2 separate regions of the Mus musculus genome follow, and region 2 is linked to region 1. Evidence: chromatin contacts called from public HiChIP or PLAC-seq data. All regions are on one chromosome and are shown on one strand. Each heading gives the region's core, a stretch centred on a gene start, on an enhancer-like site or on the middle of the called end of the contact. The rest is flanking DNA. Distances are from core to core; before and after follow the strand shown.

Region 1 (2,700 bases), core at 60-2,559:
CACACAGAGAAACCCTGTCAGGAAAGACAAAAAGAAAAGAAAACAAAGCAAAACAAAACAAAACAAAACAAACAAAAAACCCAACCAAACAAACAAAAGAAAAGAAAAGAAAAGAAAAGAAAAGAAAAGAAAAGAAAAGGAAAGGAAAGAAAAGAAAAGAAGAGAAAAGAAAAAGTGTTTGGGCCTAAAATTGGTTATATTTTAGATAGGTTAATTTATTACTTTCTTCAAATAAAATAGTTGTAGTGAGCTGAATATTTGGTTAGTATTGCAAGATTTCTTATTCCTAAACATTATTTATTCATTAAGTATAAAAGGTATGTCTAGGTTTCTACTTAGGTTTGTGTTTAATTATGCACTAAATGCCTTTGTAATAATTTTGATTTATGGTCTCACAGAGAAAAATACATGACCACAAGGTGGCAGTAGCACACAATGAGCATTGCTTTGGAAGCCTTTGGACCTGCGGTAGGTGTATGAATATCTTACAGTCTTCATCTCATAGACTACAGGACAAGATCACAATCTAGAAGAAGCAGAACAAGGGTTTTATAAGGAAAGAGAATTGAAGAATAGGATTAATTCTTTATTACCTTTACTGAGTCTTCAGATGGATCATTTGTGAGAGAGAAAATTATGAAGGAAATATCTTGAATGTTTTAATGAACTTGGAATTTATCTTTTCTATGAAGAATTGTTCAATGCAGTTTCACACGGCATGGAAAGCAGACAAGGTGTAGATGGCTTAAGTGCCCTGTTGGCTCATATTTAATACAACTACATGGATAAGAATTTGAGTTTGGCACAAGTAGACCTTTGCACTAACAGTTTTGTCTGCAAATTAAAGAACACACAAAACAAATCTTAGGTGTTGTAAACAGTGAAGTATCAGAAAAAAAAAAACAAAACAAAACTCTATCAGTATGCTAGTGCATAAGCACTGTGTGTATGTTTGCAAATATGTGTACATTACATATATGTGTGTATATTTATATATGTGAGGGTGCATATATACTTACCAATCATAGTATAAGGTTTGCACAGCTCCCTCTTTACCAACGCCAGAATTTCAAACACATGCCCAGCTGAGAACAAAAACTGAGTACTTCTACAATGCATGCCAAACTCTTTACAAACTGGTATCTCTCTTATTTATTTTATTTTTTTAGGTTTCCTGTTTCCTGTACTTTTTGGCATTCTGCCCTTGGATAACCCTACATAGTTTAGGTGTTTCCTAAAACATGTCATTATTTTCATACATTCCAGAGGCCGAGAGGTACAATAAGTTCAACATTTTTGCTTCCTTCTAAGATCTCTCTTTCTTTAGTTTCTGAAGATCACTTTCTAATCTATCCTCCTGAAAGTATTTCACGGCGAGTACACATTCTTCTACCTTCACTTTAAGGATAGAATTTCTCTCCACAACTCCACTCTGACTTCAGGGAATCCTTAACCACCTCTTTTAAAGGCTCTTCTAAATAACAGAGTATTAGGGAATTATAAGAATTTACATGTGAATGAGTAAGATACTGCATCAACTGAGACAATATTATTTAACAGAGTTACCTTACGAGATATGGCCATGACATTTATGCTCCCACTTCTCCTAGCCTGTATTTTCTGCATTTTGATGCTACAGAGTGTTGAGACTTACATCTCTCTTAATGGCTCCATTCCCACTACTGTGGAGTCGATCTCTATTAACATCTCCACTATTATGAACCAAAATAAATCTGTTCTCCTTTAAGTTGTTTCTGTCATGTCTTCTGTTCCGGTTGGAAAAATAAAATGAAATGTATACAAGTTTCATATGGAGTTTTAGTTTGTAGTTTCACAATCCAATCACAATGGATCGTTTCAATTTTGGGGTGGAGGGTTTCTCAATTCTGATAGATTATAATCTGCTCCCTGTGTTATTTCATCCTTTTCACAGTGTGTGTTATATCCCACACGTCTGCTTTCACTGAATGAGAAGTCAATGCTCATTAGCTCCTGGGATTCAGCTCATTTACATCACAGTGCTGCACAGGACTTCCATCAGAACTTACAATTAACTTTCATTTAATTTCTTCTCGCAGACATTACAGTGTCTGCTGAATACTCATCTCTGTGCTGATGCTCATAGCAAGTGGAGTGGCCATGCCATTAGGAGATCCAAATCATGATGAAGACAATGCTTCATTGAAATCAATGAGTTACATTAAAATATCATTAAAATGAATGAACTAATTAAAGTTTTTAAAAGTAGCAATGGCTATGTGTTACTGAAAATTTAATTCTATAAAATAGTTTATTATTATTATTTTTATTATTATTATTAATTTTACTGATCTAAACAAATGGAAGCCAACCTGATAGCATTATTGATAAAAATAACCCTATATTAAATGTACTTTTCTCTACCAACATTTTATTAATTTAAAATTTATATTTATACGTATAGCTCTTTTCTGGGATTTCAGGACCGAAGAATAAATAAATATACTTACTGGTCTCATGAATATTTGTTCTATCCCAGATATAACTAATCAAATACTAAATTTGGGTCCACAACTCAGAGCTTTTCAGGGTAGTTAAAACATATTTATCAATATTCAATTCGTAAAGATACATTAGTACAATTGAACACACAAATTCATATACTGTTACATTTCAACAATGTATACATAATACATTAGCATTCATATACCAATGCATTTC
Region 2 (2,700 bases), core at 128-2,627, 460 kb after region 1:
GCCCTCGTGTGGCTGTAACCAGAATTTTTAATTCTCCTTGGTAGTCAGCATCGACCACAGTGGGGGTTACCACGAGTCCCTGTAGGGAACCTGATGCTCAGCCAATAAGAAGAAGAAACATATTTTGGGGTGGGGGTCCGAATTCCCCTGTCTCAATAACTAAGGTCCCTTCCTCGGGAGTTATAATCCTGGTGGTGGAGGAACACAAGTTCAATCCTGCGCTCCCTGCTGTAGCCCTGCACAATCCCCGTTGGGGAGACTGGAGGGAATCAGCGATGGATTGTTTTGGGGGTGCAATCAGGGGGAGCAGGGCCCAAGCAGGGGCCCCCCTGGTAGTTTCCCTGGACCACAGTAAGTGGGCGGCCATTTATATCAGTTTTGGATCTGCAATGTTGTGCCCAGTGGTGGCCTCTCTTACATTTGGGGCAGAGGCCAGGAGGCATGGCTCCCTGTGTAACTTGGCCTGTGCCTGGTGTGGTGGCAGACTTGGTGGTCTGGTGGATGGGCATTCGCGGGCAAAATGTCCCGGGAGTGCACATCTGAAACACACTCTCTGCTGAGGCTGGCTAGTTCCACCAGCTTTTTGGAAGACCACTCCGATGGCCAGGTTAATAGATTTTGAGACTTGATGTGAAAATATATCTACCTCACTGCAGAGCTTTATCAATTCCTATGAGGTCAAAGCCTCTAGTCTTACCCCCCAGGGCAGCCTTGCAAGCAGAATTAGCATTCTCCAAGGCATGTTGTCTAACTAAAAGCCCTTCATTTTCATGGGGGCCGAGAACTCTTTCTTGTAGTCTAGCAACAAATTGGGCATAGGATTCTTGGGAGCCCTGAATAGTTTTAGTCAACGGGGTTATGAGGGCTCCTGTGGCCGGTACGGCTCTCCAGGCAGCTAAGGCCGCCTGGGCAGTCTGTGCAAGCACCCCAGGAGAAAGCCCCAATTGTTTCTTATCAGAGGCGAATGGACCTTTACAGAATATTTTATCAGAGGTCCAAGAATAAGCCTTACTGAGGGGGTTCTTTCTGTTATTAGCAGCCTGGGTTTTGGCTCTATCTACAAAATCAGATTTCCAAGTTAAATACTGCCCTCTAGTGAGGACTGACTGTACCACTTTGCTCCATTCATTGGGTGTTAAGTAACAGTCTCCTGCTAGTCCCTCCAAGATTGATACAGTAAAGGGGGCATTAACCCCATAATTTTTAACAGCCGAATGCAATTCTTTAATATGTATGATCTTTAATTTCTTATAAACAGGCTGTGAAGCCTCATAATCACTTTCATCTTTTATTGCCTCTTCTTCCTCGGAGTCAGAGGCTAATTGCTCAAATTCATCACTTTCATTTTCCTTTTCTCCCTTTGCCTGTCCCGAGGTATCTGGCACTTGTTCATCATTAGTTGGCTCAGGGTCATGACTGATCTGATTGGAGAATGCCCGAATCAGGAATGGGAAGGCCAATTTTTGATATGCCTTGTCCTTGGCTGAATATTTATGTTTGATCTTCTCCGTGGAGACCGGAGGAGAGACCTTCTTTATGACTTTAGGGTGCTCCGACTGTTTCTTGACAATTGGGGCTCCGGAGAGGATCCCCTGTAAAGTTTGAATTTCAAAGGTGAGGTCTCCTAATTTTTTTTGCAAATATAAAACCTCTTTTAGACCAAAAATGTGGGCCACCAGAGCGTCCTTCGTGTGGAGCAAATGATGGACAGTCACCCCTGGTAAGGGAGTAGGAGGCGGCAGGCTGAGGAGGGATAAAGGTGCAGAGAGGGAAAGGGAGTGGGGCCCCGAGTGGAAGAGGGGTACAGAGGAGGGTACCTAGGGCTGGATTTTGTTGTGAGAAACACTCGGGGGCCAGGACCATATCTCTCCTCCTCATTGTTGGCTGCCTCTTCCTCTAGTTCTGCTGCAAGAAAATCCTCAGCAAGTGCCAGCAGTCTGGCTCCCTCCCTTCCTTGTTCTGCATCTTTTAAGAGGTCTCTAATAATTCCATAATAACTGAAAAAAGGTTCAGGGATATTTTCACCCGTTTTTATTAAATCATTAATATTTTTGCCAACCTTATTCCACGTAAGTGGATGGATCTCAGGTCTGCTCAAAACTAACCATGGACATTTAGTGTCCATGAAGCAGAAAAAAATTAATCAAATCTTTTTTCTTGACTCTTATTCCTCTCTCCCTAAACCCTTTATTTCATTTATGAAAATTGTTTCCTTTGAAAGCGCTTTCCCCATGGCAAATGGGACGACCTTGTAACATCTAGATTTACCTCAAGACACCCCGTTGCATGAGCAATGCAATCTGGGGAGGTCTCTATCCTCGCGGGTGGTAATTCCTACTTGCTATTATTATTGGCACTATTTTATTAGTAAATTGTTGTGTTTCCACTCATCTTTAGAGCACTCCTGAGATCTGTAGCTACGACGAGGCAGGACATTCCGGAACTTCAGCAGAAATATAAAAAGAAAGGGGGAGAATGCTACGAACACTCCAGTGTAGTTTGCTTGGCAGGCAGAGAGGCCTGGGAGCACTCACGAGGCAAAGAGTTTCATGGAAACTCAACTCCTGGAACTTTGGCGTTCTCATAACCCATATACTCATACCCTATCCCCATGTTAGTCTGGTGTATGAATCCACATGCTCTCTTTTAGTATTATCTTATTATAAGTGCCTTTTAAGATTGAATTCTGACATAGCTAAG

Evidence for each region. HiChIP or PLAC-seq counts read pairs in DNA pulled down with a chosen protein or histone mark.
Region 2: a contact with region 1 is called in an H3K4me3 HiChIP or PLAC-seq map of the SCID.adh cell line, with 11 read pairs. The contact joins two enhancer-like sites. A contact is called at or near these places in 1 of 39 promoter capture datasets (embryonic stem cells), 1 of 15 datasets of contacts at CTCF or cohesin (stem cell-derived epiblast-like cells), 90 of 484 Hi-C or Micro-C datasets (the AML12 cell line, the AtT-20 cell line, the Ba/F3 cell line and 37 more), 8 of 115 datasets of contacts at active chromatin or transcription factors (the NIH/3T3 cell line, the SCID.adh cell line, astrocytes and 3 more) and 2 of 9 other capture datasets (embryonic stem cells and embryonic tail).

What each region holds. Positions count from the first base shown.
Region 1 is chr15:14,628,287-14,630,986 of GRCm38.p6, forward strand. No RefSeq gene overlaps it. Among named protein-coding and RNA genes, the nearest start is that of 4930557F08Rik, 1.1 Mb to the right of the region's middle. Within about 2 kb of position 1,310, at least 1 of the 459 cell types and tissues checked has an H3K27ac peak or open chromatin away from gene starts, as enhancers often do. A contact at or near this core is called in the SCID.adh cell line, where this site is marked.
Region 2 is chr15:15,088,899-15,091,598 of GRCm38.p6, forward strand. No RefSeq gene overlaps it. Among named protein-coding and RNA genes, the nearest start is that of 4930557F08Rik, 690 kb to the right of the region's middle. Within about 2 kb of position 1,378, at least 6 of the 459 cell types and tissues checked have an H3K27ac peak or open chromatin away from gene starts, as enhancers often do. A contact at or near this core is called in the SCID.adh cell line, where this site is marked.